Linked DNA regions of Mus musculus: regions 1, 3 and 4 are each linked to region 2. The links are chromatin contacts, called in public HiChIP or PLAC-seq maps. All regions are on one chromosome and are shown on one strand. Each heading gives the region's core, a stretch centred on a gene start, on an enhancer-like site or on the middle of the called end of the contact. The rest is flanking DNA. Distances are from core to core; before and after follow the strand shown. Region 1 holds the start of Gpatch8 (G patch domain containing 8). Region 2 holds the start of Adam11 (a disintegrin and metallopeptidase domain 11). Region 3 holds the start of 2410004I01Rik (RIKEN cDNA 2410004I01 gene). Region 4 holds the start of Kif18b (kinesin family member 18B).

Region 1 (2,700 bases), core at 137-2,636, 210 kb before region 2:
AGATAAATCCTTAAAACACCTTAAGATGCTGTGCTGGGCTGCAGTTTCTGCGGCAGGCACATGACCACAAGGCATTTTCAGCAACTCCCAAATCCCTTACTGCTGCAAAACTTCCCATAGCGTTCTACACCTAAGACTATTTAACAGTGTTGATTTTAAACCAGTTGAAATTGCTTTGTCTATCAACCCAATCATCTCCAAGAATTCAAACCCTTCAAATTGCCTTCTGACACAGCTAGAGGTGCGTTGAGGAAGCTGAAAGGAATACAAAAACTCGAGTTCGGAGGCTCATCCCTTGACCTAAATTGCTGTTGCCAGGAGATGCGGTAGTAATGCAGTGATTTGCAACTGAGGATGTATTTTACCTAGAAATAACCAAAGGCTACTAAATCCCTTATTGTCTCCCAACTATGCCTGCAGTAACAATTTCAATATCTAAAAGCCTAATGATTCTAATTCGGCCTTTGTTGTTTGTTTTTTTGTTTTGTTTTGTTTTTGTTGTTTTTTTCTTTAATGCCTGCCACCCCACGGACATCTTTCCCAGATCAACATTTGCAAACGAAGAAAGAAAAAAAAAAAAAATCAAGGTTTAGGAACGAATTTACTCCCGCTTGGAAAGGCCATAATTATGCTTCTTTACAAATCTTGGTAGGTCTCGAAGTTAAGTTTACGCCAGTCCACAGACCTATACCTTACTGTCCCCAACCCAATTAACGGCCTGTAAACAACAGCAGTTATTTATGCCCAGAGAAAGCTCAATGGCTCGCCTCAACAAAAAAGGCGTCTTTGATAAGAAAGGGCGCCCTTTACCAGGGGGAAGACTAGGTTAGACAGTCGATAAAGGGCTTGTTTGTCACAATGGGAAAACGGAGAGGCGATCCCCAGGATGATCGGGGCGAGCAAAAGCCAAGGCTTCCATAGCCCCGGCCTGAAAACCGCTGGCCCAAGCCTTCCCCGCCCCAGCCCTCTCCCCCGGGGGCCGGGCCGGCCCTGCGCCTGCACAGGCCCCGAGACAAGCAAAGCGCAACCCCCACAAAGCGCCCGGCTGCGGAGCGGGAAGCCAGGAGCAAAATAGGAGGAAAGCCGAGCCGAAGAAGCGGCGTGAATAGGGATGAAGCCGGGGACGCGGCCTCATCTCAGCCCCGGAGGCCCCTGGAGAAATGAGAGGCAGGAAGGGGCGAGAGCCGGCTTGCAAGGTGGAGCGGAGAGCAGAAGGAAGGAGAGCCAGGAGGCCGGGAGGGAGGCGGCCCCGGGCTCGCGGCGAGCCCTCCGGGGGCGTGGGTGGTCCTCGGCGACGCCCGTGTTTACCTGAAAGTCTCGGTCCTCGTTGAAGCGGGAGAAGCGGTCCGCCATTTTGCCGCTCTCACTCCTCCTCAGGACGACGCTCTCCGGTTCGCTCCTCCCCTCCCGCTACGCCCGCCCCCTCTCTGTTTCCACGCCCCCTCCCACGCCCACCGGGCGCGCGCAGCAGGCGTGGGGAGGGGGGTGGAGGATGTGTGCTTGGCGAGGGATTGTTGGGGGGGTGTTGGGAAGAGGAGGGAACAGGAATTCGTTCCGACGGGAATCCCGAAGGCGCGCAGGCCTGGAGGCGGAACCTTCCTCTCACATCGCTCGGTTTCACGCCCGGCCCCGAGCGACCCCAGCGGGCCGCGCATGCGCACTCGCGCCGGCGCGCGTAAGCGCTTCCGGAGGGAAAGATCAGCAGGGCAGAGCATTTGGGGGCCTGGGAAGTATTCACTTGCTCCCTTAGCAGTGTTCAGAAGTCTTTCTTTCTTATGCTCTTGTTTACGGTCAAGCCCATCCCGTATTTGTAATAATATACAGTGTAATGCTATACAGTAGCATGAGATCTGACTTTACAGCTAGAGTACTTTTAATGTTTTTTTGTTTTGTTTTTGTTATTTTGTTGACAGGGTTTCCTGTAGCTCTCTATGTAGTAGAGGCTCGCCCCCCGATGTCCAAAGAGGGTATTTTTAAAATTAATACATAATAATGTTACTTAAGAGGTACCAAAAAAATCTCTCAAAGGGCTTCCATTCCAGGCAGGAAGTCAGATAACCAATAAATTAACCTAATAGTTGTAAATATAAACGAGTGTCTATTCCTGCTTGAGGCTGAGGGGAAATTAAGTCAAGCTTATCCTTGGCTACATAGGAAGTTCAAAGCTAGCCTGGGCTATAAGACATTGCTTCAAATAACAAAATCTAAGTGACACTGTGGGGGGGGGGGACTGTAATGAAAAGAATGACCTATCTTAAAGCTACATATAAATCAAGGCATAACAAAGGGATCACAACCTTGAAGAAGAGAGAAACTTAAACACATGGCTACCAAGAGCTTGACGTTTTTTTCTTACTATTTTCCCTCCCCCTCCCACTCCTCTCCCCCCTCCACACATATATATTCATGTTCAGAGTCATTGGATCCCCTGAAGCTAGAGTTACAGTTAAGAATCACCATGTATGTCAGTGCTAGAAACAAACCCAGGTGCTCTGCATGTGGAACAAGTGCTTTTAACTGCTTAGCCATCTTTCCAGCTCTTGTTTTCTTTAATGTTTTCACAGGGTGGGGGAGTGAGGGGGGGCTGTTTAATTTTACCTAGTGTAAGACTGCTTCGCCTACATGAATGAATGAATGTATGTATGTATGTATGTATGTATGTATGTATGTATGTATGTGTATCAGCTCTTAACAGCTGAG
Region 2 (2,700 bases), core at 86-2,585:
TCTGGGGCTGGCTGGAGTGGCAGGTGGTTGGGGATGGGGGGGAAGTCACCTCATTCCCAACATTGATGTCAGCGCCTCCCGGGAAATCGCCTTCTCACCTCTCCCGGGGCCTAAAATAGAGCTGGGGGATGGGGGTGCTGTCACAAGCTAGAGGCAGCTCCCCAGTCCCCAGCAGAGGCCCTGAGGGAGCAGGGGACCCAGGAAGGGGTTCCCTGCATCCACTCAGTGACCTGTGGTTCCAAAGTATTGGTATAAAAAAACCCACTGTGGTCTGGGAGATCAGGATGGGGCCTAGCTGTTGTCACATGACCATACATACTCAGTCCCCAGAGGAGCGTCACTAACCAGAGACATGGCCCGGTGTCATGGACCGGTGTCATGCCCCACATGTCCAGTCCAGAGACATCTCAGTTAGGTATTGGGGTATTAAGACCTCACTGAGAGGCCAAAATCCCAGGCCCTCTCACTGGGTTTATCATGCCCAAGAAGCCCAGGAACTGGGTTGAAGGGTCAACTGGGACAGCTAAGCTTGTGGTCACGTGTATTTCTGACTATAGACCAATCTGGAGGGCTCTACGGAACTTCTACCCCTTAAGATTGGGACATGGGAGAGAAATGGAGCATGTTGGCCTTATATAAACGACCCAGGTAGTTTGTGTTTGGTTTAGGGAGAAGGACTGAGGTGCCCCACGAGCTCAGGAGCCCTGAAAGGGAGTCAGGAACCTCTTTGTTAAGAGAAAGCAGCCTAGGAAACAGGGTTTAGATTCCCGGTGTAGGACTGCTGCAGTGACCTCTGCCTTGGATGATCTAGGGATCCTGGAGGGAGCACTGAGGAGTGAGTGAGTGTGTGTGTGTGTGTGTGTGTGTGTGTGTGTGTGTGTGTGTGTGTAATGGTGTTCAACAGGACCTCTGCCCTCCCTGACACCGTGCCCTGCGTTCCCAAGTGCCCAACCTTCCACCAGCAGAGGCCTCAGGGCTGGGGGTACTCCATTCAAGAGTAGTAAGTCCTGGAGGTGAGCTTGGGCCATCAGCCACGCCCCACATCCAATTTCCCAGATGGGACATCAGAGTCAGACCTCAGGGACCCTCTTCACCTGCCACCCTCCACCTGCCAATCTAGTGGTTGCAACTCCTTATGCAAAGGGGTGGCTGCGGAGGGGTCGCAGGATGGGTGCACCTGCCAAGGGAGTGCCCTGAAGAGGGGGTCTTCAGCCGGTGCCCCTTTTGTCCTACCGCAGTGGTGGCCTGGGCCCCGGCTAGGGGGTGGGGGGCGGGCCCAAAGCTCACGTGCTTTGCCGCTCGCCTCTTAACCCGGCCCCGCCGCCCCGCCGGGATGGCCGCGGCCAGAGCGCACTGAGCCCGGCGCCGCTCTCTCGCGACCCCCGCCCGGCCCGCGCGCCCGCCCCGCTCGCCGCCGGCGTCGCCCGCCCCCGCCCTCCTCCCTCCCTTTCTCGCTCCCTCCCTCCCTCCCCGCGCCGCTCGCAGCCGCAGCCCCCGGACCCGGAGGATTATGAGCGAACCATGAGGCGGCTGCGGCGCTGGGCGATCGCGGCTCTGCTGCTGTTACCGCTTCTCCCCCCGCCCGGTGAGTGACCCCAGCCGCCTGGCCCCTGCCCCCGCGCCCCTGGCCGGTCCGCGCCCCAGGCGTTTGCAGCGGTTTCTGCTGCAGCCACATTTTCCTGCAGAGCTCCGGGTGACAGCCGGTCCCGAGCTCGGGAGGGTAGGGGAGTGGGAGAGAAGGGAAGGTGCTTCCACCCACCTGTCCGGATCCGGCCAGCCCTACCGCGGCCATCCCCTGCAGCTGGCCGGCGGACTCTGCAGGTCTCTGCGGGCTTGGGGGGGGGGGGCAGTCGTGACTGTTGGGCAGAAGGAAGCTCTCAGCCCCCACCCCGTGGGGTTCTTCCCTCAGCAAGGCAGCCAGATCCTCCCACCCATATGCCCACTGGGCTCCAAGGGCCGCGATCGAGTGGGAGCTGGAGCCTGCCCCCCTCCCAAGTCTCCTGCCCCAGGGAGGGCATCTGCCTGCAGCTATGGCCTTGTCTCCTCAGGTCTTGGGGCCCTGGGTCCCAGAGGAGCTCTGCACTGGAGGAGCTCAGCCCATGTGGGGAGCCCAGAGAGTCCAGAGGGCTCTGAGGTCACAGAGCCCAGCCGGCTGGTAAGGCAGAGCTCCGGGGGAGAGGTCCGAAAGCCACAGTTGGACACCAGGGTCCGCCAGGATCCGCCCAGGGGGACGGTGAGTGAGGCTGGGGGTGAGGCCAGGGGACTGGAGCAGGCCTCACAGCCCACAACAGTCCGCCAAGTAGGCAGGGTTAGGTGCCACCCGCTGAGGTCGCACCTTACCGCAGCTTCCCTTTCTGTGTAATGGGCCATCAGGTGGGGCTGGTGCCCAACAGTAAGAACACCGGGACTCTCCAGCTCCGGGACTATCCAGCTCCGGGCCCCTCCCCTGCCGTGCACACCAGTAGACACTGGCATGCTCCGGTTTCAGTTTGCTTGGGTCATCCTTCAACCACCTCCCACTGCCCACCAGAAACAGTGGTTCTGCCTAAAACAGGTCTTGAGGGACAGGATAGCACCCTGCAGTCAGGGATTCATGCTCTGATGACCCACCAAAGGCACCCCTCAGTGGACTTTTCTTGGAACAGCGTGATGTTTACTCCTGCCTCAGTTTCCCCGCTGTGCACACACAGGCTTATCCTT
Region 3 (2,700 bases), core at 162-2,661, 200 kb after region 2:
CCCTCTTCTGGGGTGTCTGAAGATAGCTACAGTGTACTTACATATAGTAAATGTGAATAAACCTTAAAAAAATTGGTTATACAACTAGCCCCAGCCCACATGCCCACTTCTGTTTTCCCTGTAGAGAATCCGTAGTAGGAGAGCAGACAGGTAAGTCGCAGAGCTGCCTGGAGACTGGAGAGGCCTCTACTGTCTTGGGATTTCCAGGCCAGAGCAATGTTATTTTTTCTCCCTAGGCACCAAGCCTCTAACTCTCAGCACTGAGAGGGAGGTGGAATAGTGGATCTGGGGAGGAAGTCTGGGTTCCACAGTAGAAGCAAGGCTGGCCTTTGGGAGCCAGCTCACCTCCGAGCTCCAGCCTGGGGCTCCCGCCCTCGGGAGCTCCATCTTGCTGCCTCCCTCCCTCCCAGGATCTCATTATATCCCTAAGAGAAACTGACAGCCCCAATATCTTACTTTGCAAATATAGTTTATTCCTTCAATAAAGCCGCCTGCGCAGGGGAATGTTTAAGCCCGGGTCTCCCCGGAGAGCCTCATTTGAATTTCTAAAGTCTTTAGTCGGTTCCTCCAATGGGGCAGCTGGGTAATGAAAACGCAGCAGCCGCTTAGAGGGGGATTCATTTCCTGTCTGGGTCTCTGCTGCTGAAGGAGTTAGACTGACCGGAGGGAGAACTGTTGTCTACTTGGAGGTCTTGGCCCGGGCCTGAGCACCCAGCCCACCGGGTGGAGGCCCTGGATCACGCCCACGCGGATGGGTCTCTGTATTCTGCTGGGGCTAAGGGGAGGTGTGGTGCAATCTCCAAGTCTCCTAGCCCAGGTCTTTCCTGGAAGGCTCAGCTCAGGGACTCTCAGCCCTTCAGCCCCTCCATTGGATCTCCCTGTTGGAGGGTCCCTCGATGGAGACTTCCCAGTGACGCCTCCACAGGGTCCCTATCCAGGGACCCTTTTCTCAGACCAGGATGCTGCCCCAGAGGCCAAGCCCACCAAATCCCTGGAGATGAGGAGTCCTCTCTGGCAGGGTCCCCTCACTCTAGAGCAGCCCCTATCCCAGGCCCCCTAGGAGTCTCTAATTAAAGGGCCGGCACGCCCCTCTGGGACTCATTAGGCCCGCTGTGCAGAGAACATTTAATCATTGCTCAGAGCATCGATTGGAAAATCAATTTCTTTGTCTCTTCGCACGAGGCGCGCTGGAGAAGTGGGGGGAGTGCTGACCTCCTTCTGCTGCCGTGTAAAGCGCTGCACATTTAATCAGGGAACAGAAATCAATTAGCCACTTACGAGGTTGGCTTTAGTTACCGAGTCGGCAAGGCCCGCGCCACAGCTCAGCCGCTGACAGTAGCGAATCTCCTCCTCTCGGCCCTGCTGCATGGCTCTGTCTCCCTCCCTGTATCTCTCTGGCTTCCTTCTTTCCCAGAGTGCTCTGGGTTCTCACCATCTTGGCAGATCCTCACAGAACTCCAAACAAGTCCCGAGAAGCCTTCCTAATGCCCAGTCTCCTCGGCCACCTTCTTGTTCTCAGCTCTAGACGTTTCAAGAAGTCACATCTTAGTTTTGATACCCGGATTCCATGATGTCAGGGAAGTACTTGTCAGACAGCGTGTCATATACCTCCGGCCCACTTTACCCAGACCATGAAAATAACGGCCTGCCTTTCTAGAGCGCTCTGGAAATCCAGTGAGATCATCTTTGGGAAGTACTTCTAAGTACTTGGAGCTCCATCCAAGAACTTTGAACTCACAACAGGGGGTCAGTATTTGCCCCACAACCTTCCAACCATAGCTCTTATTCCTTCAAAGACACGGATAGGTGGGTGAGGCCCCCCTTTCATCCTCTCCATTTCTCTACTCTCTTCTGGGGGTCACCTAGGAACCGATTCTGCTTCTGGCTGCTCCCTCACCTGCGAGTCTGCCCCCAACCCCCAGTTCCAGAGGTACAAGCATTCCAGAGATACCTCACGTACTCGAGTTACACACACCCAATTACACAGTTGTACACAGACTGCACGCCCCATTACACATAGTTTCACAGAGTTGTTCCTACATTAAAATCCCAGGCATCCAATGCCTACATGAAGTTATCCTTATCCCCCCACTCCTCCCCCTCCACTCCCCCCCCCCCACTAGCCTGGTGTCACATACCCAGGCTCACCTTGGTCTCACCACCACACAGTGTGGCTCACTGGTGGCGCAAGCACCCTCCCACACGCCGCGCATCTCCACGCGGGCTGGCGCACTCCCGTTCCATAATAATATTAGACATGCCATTTCTTTTGCGTGACAGTTCCAGTGGAAGCGCTCTGAGCTGTCACTCGGATGAAAAATAATGCATAGTCCTCCTCTTCCTTCCTTCCCTTTCCTTTCTTTCTTCCCTGTTTAATGAGCTCCTAAAAATATTCCTTACTGTCTCGCCGAGGATGTGGGCTAAGTGTGAGTCAGGTCTCTCTTCCCTCTCCCTGTCCCCTACTGCCATCCCCCCCTCCCCCAGCACCCCGAGTGATATGGAGGATGAAGGGTCACAGTGAGCAGCCAGCCCGTGCTTGGCTGAGCCCAGGTCAGGTGTTAGGGCTACCACCCAGGCCTTCTAAAGATCTCACACTTGATACCTGCCCTCCCGTGACTGTGACTGGCCCACCTGAACAAAAGATCAGAGGCAGGAGACATAGATGGGGGTGGATGGGGGCAAGCAGAAAGCCGATAGCCC
Region 4 (2,801 bases), core at 278-2,777, 160 kb after region 2:
CACTAGCTCACACCCCTAACCCCATGCCAGCTCTCTTTTAACTATAATTATGATCTATTTAACTGACTTCAGTGTATTTTTGTTTTAAATTCCCAAGTGTGAATTCAATTTTTCATTTGTATTTGTGTGTGTGTGTGTGTGTGTGTGTGTGTGTGTGTGGTGTTTTGAAAGAGTCTCAATACAACTGGCCTTAAACTCAGAGACTCTTCTCCTCTGCCTCTCTCTCAGGGGCTGGGATTATTTTACTATGCCTAGTTTGTATTTATAACTTAACTGTTTGTGGAGAGAGAATATAGTTTATACAATATTATGATAATTTCAGTTGCTGTGTCACTAGATAAGAGAAAAGCTTTGCAAATGTCTCTAATAATATGATGCTTCTATACTTTTTTTTAAAAAAAAGGTATTAGGGCTAGGTTTGATCTCTAGACCATGAGAGAAAAAAAGGTACAAATGGAGCGAAATTAGATAAAAACAAAGTAATGGAGAATGAGATGCCTTAAAATCCTGACTGGCAGAGGGCATGGTTCCATAATGAAATAGGCATGGAAGAAATAGGATAGGGACATTGAAGGAAGCGCTGTTAACAACAAAAAGCTCATCCACAAAAGTAAAATTATATATGTCCTCCCAAGTCAAGCTTAACTACACTCTGTGCCTCCGTTTCTCAACATGCAAATTGTAATATTTTTTAATTATCTGTCTCACCAGGTTTGTGTTAAGCTTGAATGGCATTCGGTTTTTAAGTGCCCAACAAATATTAGACACCGCTGGTAAAGTTATATGATACATCATTTCCCTATGATGCACTGAACCACCAAAACCAACACAAACCAGTATTTTAAGTTCTTTGGCACAAAACAGGCTCTACCTTGTACTTGTCACAGTAGCTCAAATGTCCAAGGCTAAAAGACTCGATCATCCTGGTACTAATAGAGGCCTGGTTTTCTTTCATGCTCGCCAGTGTTTAGGAGTGTCCCAGTAACCAAGCTGCCTCCCTCGGTACACACACAGCCGCGTAATCAGCTCTGACAAGAGGAGCGGAGTGGTTCTCCCATTCTCTCCTGCCGGGCGTCCCAGATCTCCAATTCTGACCTGTAGAAAGACCCAATTCCACCTCCCACACGAGGAGGGGTAGCTGCTACGGAGCCGGGTGCACCTTTCAAAGGACCGGGTATACATGAGAGGACTTAATATGGGCCCCGGACCGTGGGACGCAGAGATCACGATCGGCTGCATTCTCGGTGTAAAGGAAGTGCCCTCCTACTCGTCCCTGACCTGCCCAAACAAGTGCTGATTCGGGTTCCAGACAACTGCAGCGAGCCCGCGCAAACGACAGCTCTGCACCGAGCCCGCGGGGCCGCCCCACCGTCGACCAAAGCCTACCTCTCGTCGGTTCCCGGTGCTGGTGTCGGGGGTCGCTTACGCGTCCCTCCGCCTCGGACAGGAGCCCTCGGATTCAGGAGAGAGCTCCCCCACACCCGATTCCACCGAACCAACCTTCTTCCGGCGCGGCGCGTTCAAACTAGCCGGTCCGCTCATCCGCGCTTCTCATTGGTCACCGCCCGGCTCGCTGATTGGCTGTTTCCTAAGTAACAAAGACAGCCGGGGGTGCGCTTGCGCACTAGTTCTCTTGCGCGCCTTGGGTTTCTTTGGCCAAATCAAACCGGACGGAGCGGAATTGCCACCAGAATCGAGTCTCTAGCAGTGTAACCAGGGGGCCTGCCCCGTCTCTGTGGTCTGTGGGCTGAGTTCAGCAGCGGTTACAGCGACCACACATTCGACAGAATTTAAAACCTGCTTTTGTGGCTTAAATAGGCACCCTCCAATTCAGAGTGGCTCGTGCCTTTAATCCCATCACGCAGAAGGCAAAGGCTGGCGGATCTATTTGAGTTCGAAACCAGCCACCCTCCAGGTAGAGCGTTCCAGGCCAGCCTGAGCTACATGAGAACTTTACTCGATCTCTCTCTCAAGTAAACTGTCCTCATGGTGGCGTTGTGAGCAAGTCTGGGGCATGTAAAGGTTACTGTAGGGTTTCTTTCACCACAACTGTGAACAAGCTAGTAGAGTCATTTAATACTGGATAACTTGACTCAAATTATTTATTCACCACACTTAGTTTAGTGAGGACAAAAACAACAAAATTACATGAAGTTAGGGTTAGTACAAAGATACAAGAACACTGAATACTCTTGCCTTCTCCGTCTCCAAAAGGAACAGTTGTTTAATGATAGCTTCCTGGTAAAGAAGTTCCCTCCTCGCTTACTGTAAATCTGGTTTTTTTGTTTTTGTTTTTGTTTTGTTTTGTTTTTTTGCGCCCTAAACGTCCCCACACACACACACACCCCAAGCTGAGAACCAAACCCAAGGCCTTTTCTTTTGAGTGAGTGAAGTTTGCTTGGTCTTTCATTTTATTTATTTATTTTTTAATGTATATGAGTACACTGTTGCTCTCTTCAGACACACCATAAGAGAGCATTACAGATGGTCGTGAGCTACTATGTGGTTGCTGGGAATTGAACTCAGGACCTCTGGAAGAGCAGTCAGTGCTCTTAACCGCTGAGCCATCTCTCTAGCCCCCAAGGCCTTTTCTTTACCACTGAGCTAAATCCCCATAAGTAAAAATTAAAAAAAAAAAAAAAAACGTAATGTGAATAACGCACCTTGTAGATGTTCAATAAAATGGCACTAGGTGTTCTCAGATTCATTCAACGATTGTTATGACAGGTTCAGAGGTTACAGTGATATGTGATATACAGAGCTCCCAGTCTATAGGAAAAACTTAGATATTTATCACAGGT

The links. HiChIP or PLAC-seq counts read pairs in DNA pulled down with a chosen protein or histone mark.
Region 1: an HNF4G HiChIP or PLAC-seq map of pancreatic cancer cells shows a contact between it and region 2. The contact joins the promoter of Gpatch8 here to the promoter of Adam11 in region 2. A contact is called at or near these places in 1 of 39 promoter capture datasets (cranial neural crest) and 1 of 115 datasets of contacts at active chromatin or transcription factors (pancreatic cancer cells).
Region 3: an H3K27ac HiChIP or PLAC-seq map of embryonic stem cells shows a contact between it and region 2, with 6 read pairs. The contact joins the promoter of 2410004I01Rik here to the promoter of Adam11 in region 2. A contact is called at or near these places in 2 of 39 promoter capture datasets (embryonic stem cells and stem cell-derived epiblast-like cells), 3 of 484 Hi-C or Micro-C datasets (the G1E-ER4 cell line and embryonic stem cells), 4 of 115 datasets of contacts at active chromatin or transcription factors (embryonic stem cells and stem cell-derived neural progenitor cells) and 2 of 9 other capture datasets (liver and pancreatic islet).
Region 4: an H3K4me3 HiChIP or PLAC-seq map of embryonic stem cells shows a contact between it and region 2, with 16 read pairs. The contact joins the promoter of Kif18b here to the promoter of Adam11 in region 2. A contact is called at or near these places in 3 of 39 promoter capture datasets (cranial neural crest, embryonic stem cells and macrophages), 5 of 484 Hi-C or Micro-C datasets (Sertoli cells, embryonic stem cells, muscle stem cells and 1 more), 9 of 115 datasets of contacts at active chromatin or transcription factors (the SCID.adh cell line, double positive thymocytes, embryonic stem cells and 2 more) and 4 of 9 other capture datasets (adipose tissue, embryonic stem cells, liver and 1 more).

The regions. Positions count from the first base shown.
Region 1 is chr11:102,554,772-102,557,471 of GRCm38.p6, forward strand. Gpatch8 (G patch domain containing 8) reads right to left here and starts at 1,387. Exons shown (of 8, transcript NM_001159492.1): 1 at 1,309-1,387. The coding sequence starts at 1,353.
Region 2 is chr11:102,760,100-102,762,799 of GRCm38.p6, forward strand. Adam11 (a disintegrin and metallopeptidase domain 11) reads left to right here and starts at 1,336. Exons shown (of 27, transcript NM_009613.3): 1 at 1,336-1,585; 2 at 2,049-2,233. The coding sequence starts at 1,522.
Region 3 is chr11:102,962,743-102,965,442 of GRCm38.p6, forward strand. 2410004I01Rik (RIKEN cDNA 2410004I01 gene) reads right to left here and starts at 1,412. Exons shown (of 3, transcript NR_037963.1): 1 at 1,279-1,412.
Region 4 is chr11:102,923,597-102,926,397 of GRCm38.p6, forward strand. Kif18b (kinesin family member 18B) reads right to left here and starts at 1,528. Exons shown (of 16, transcript NM_197959.2): 1 at 1,387-1,528.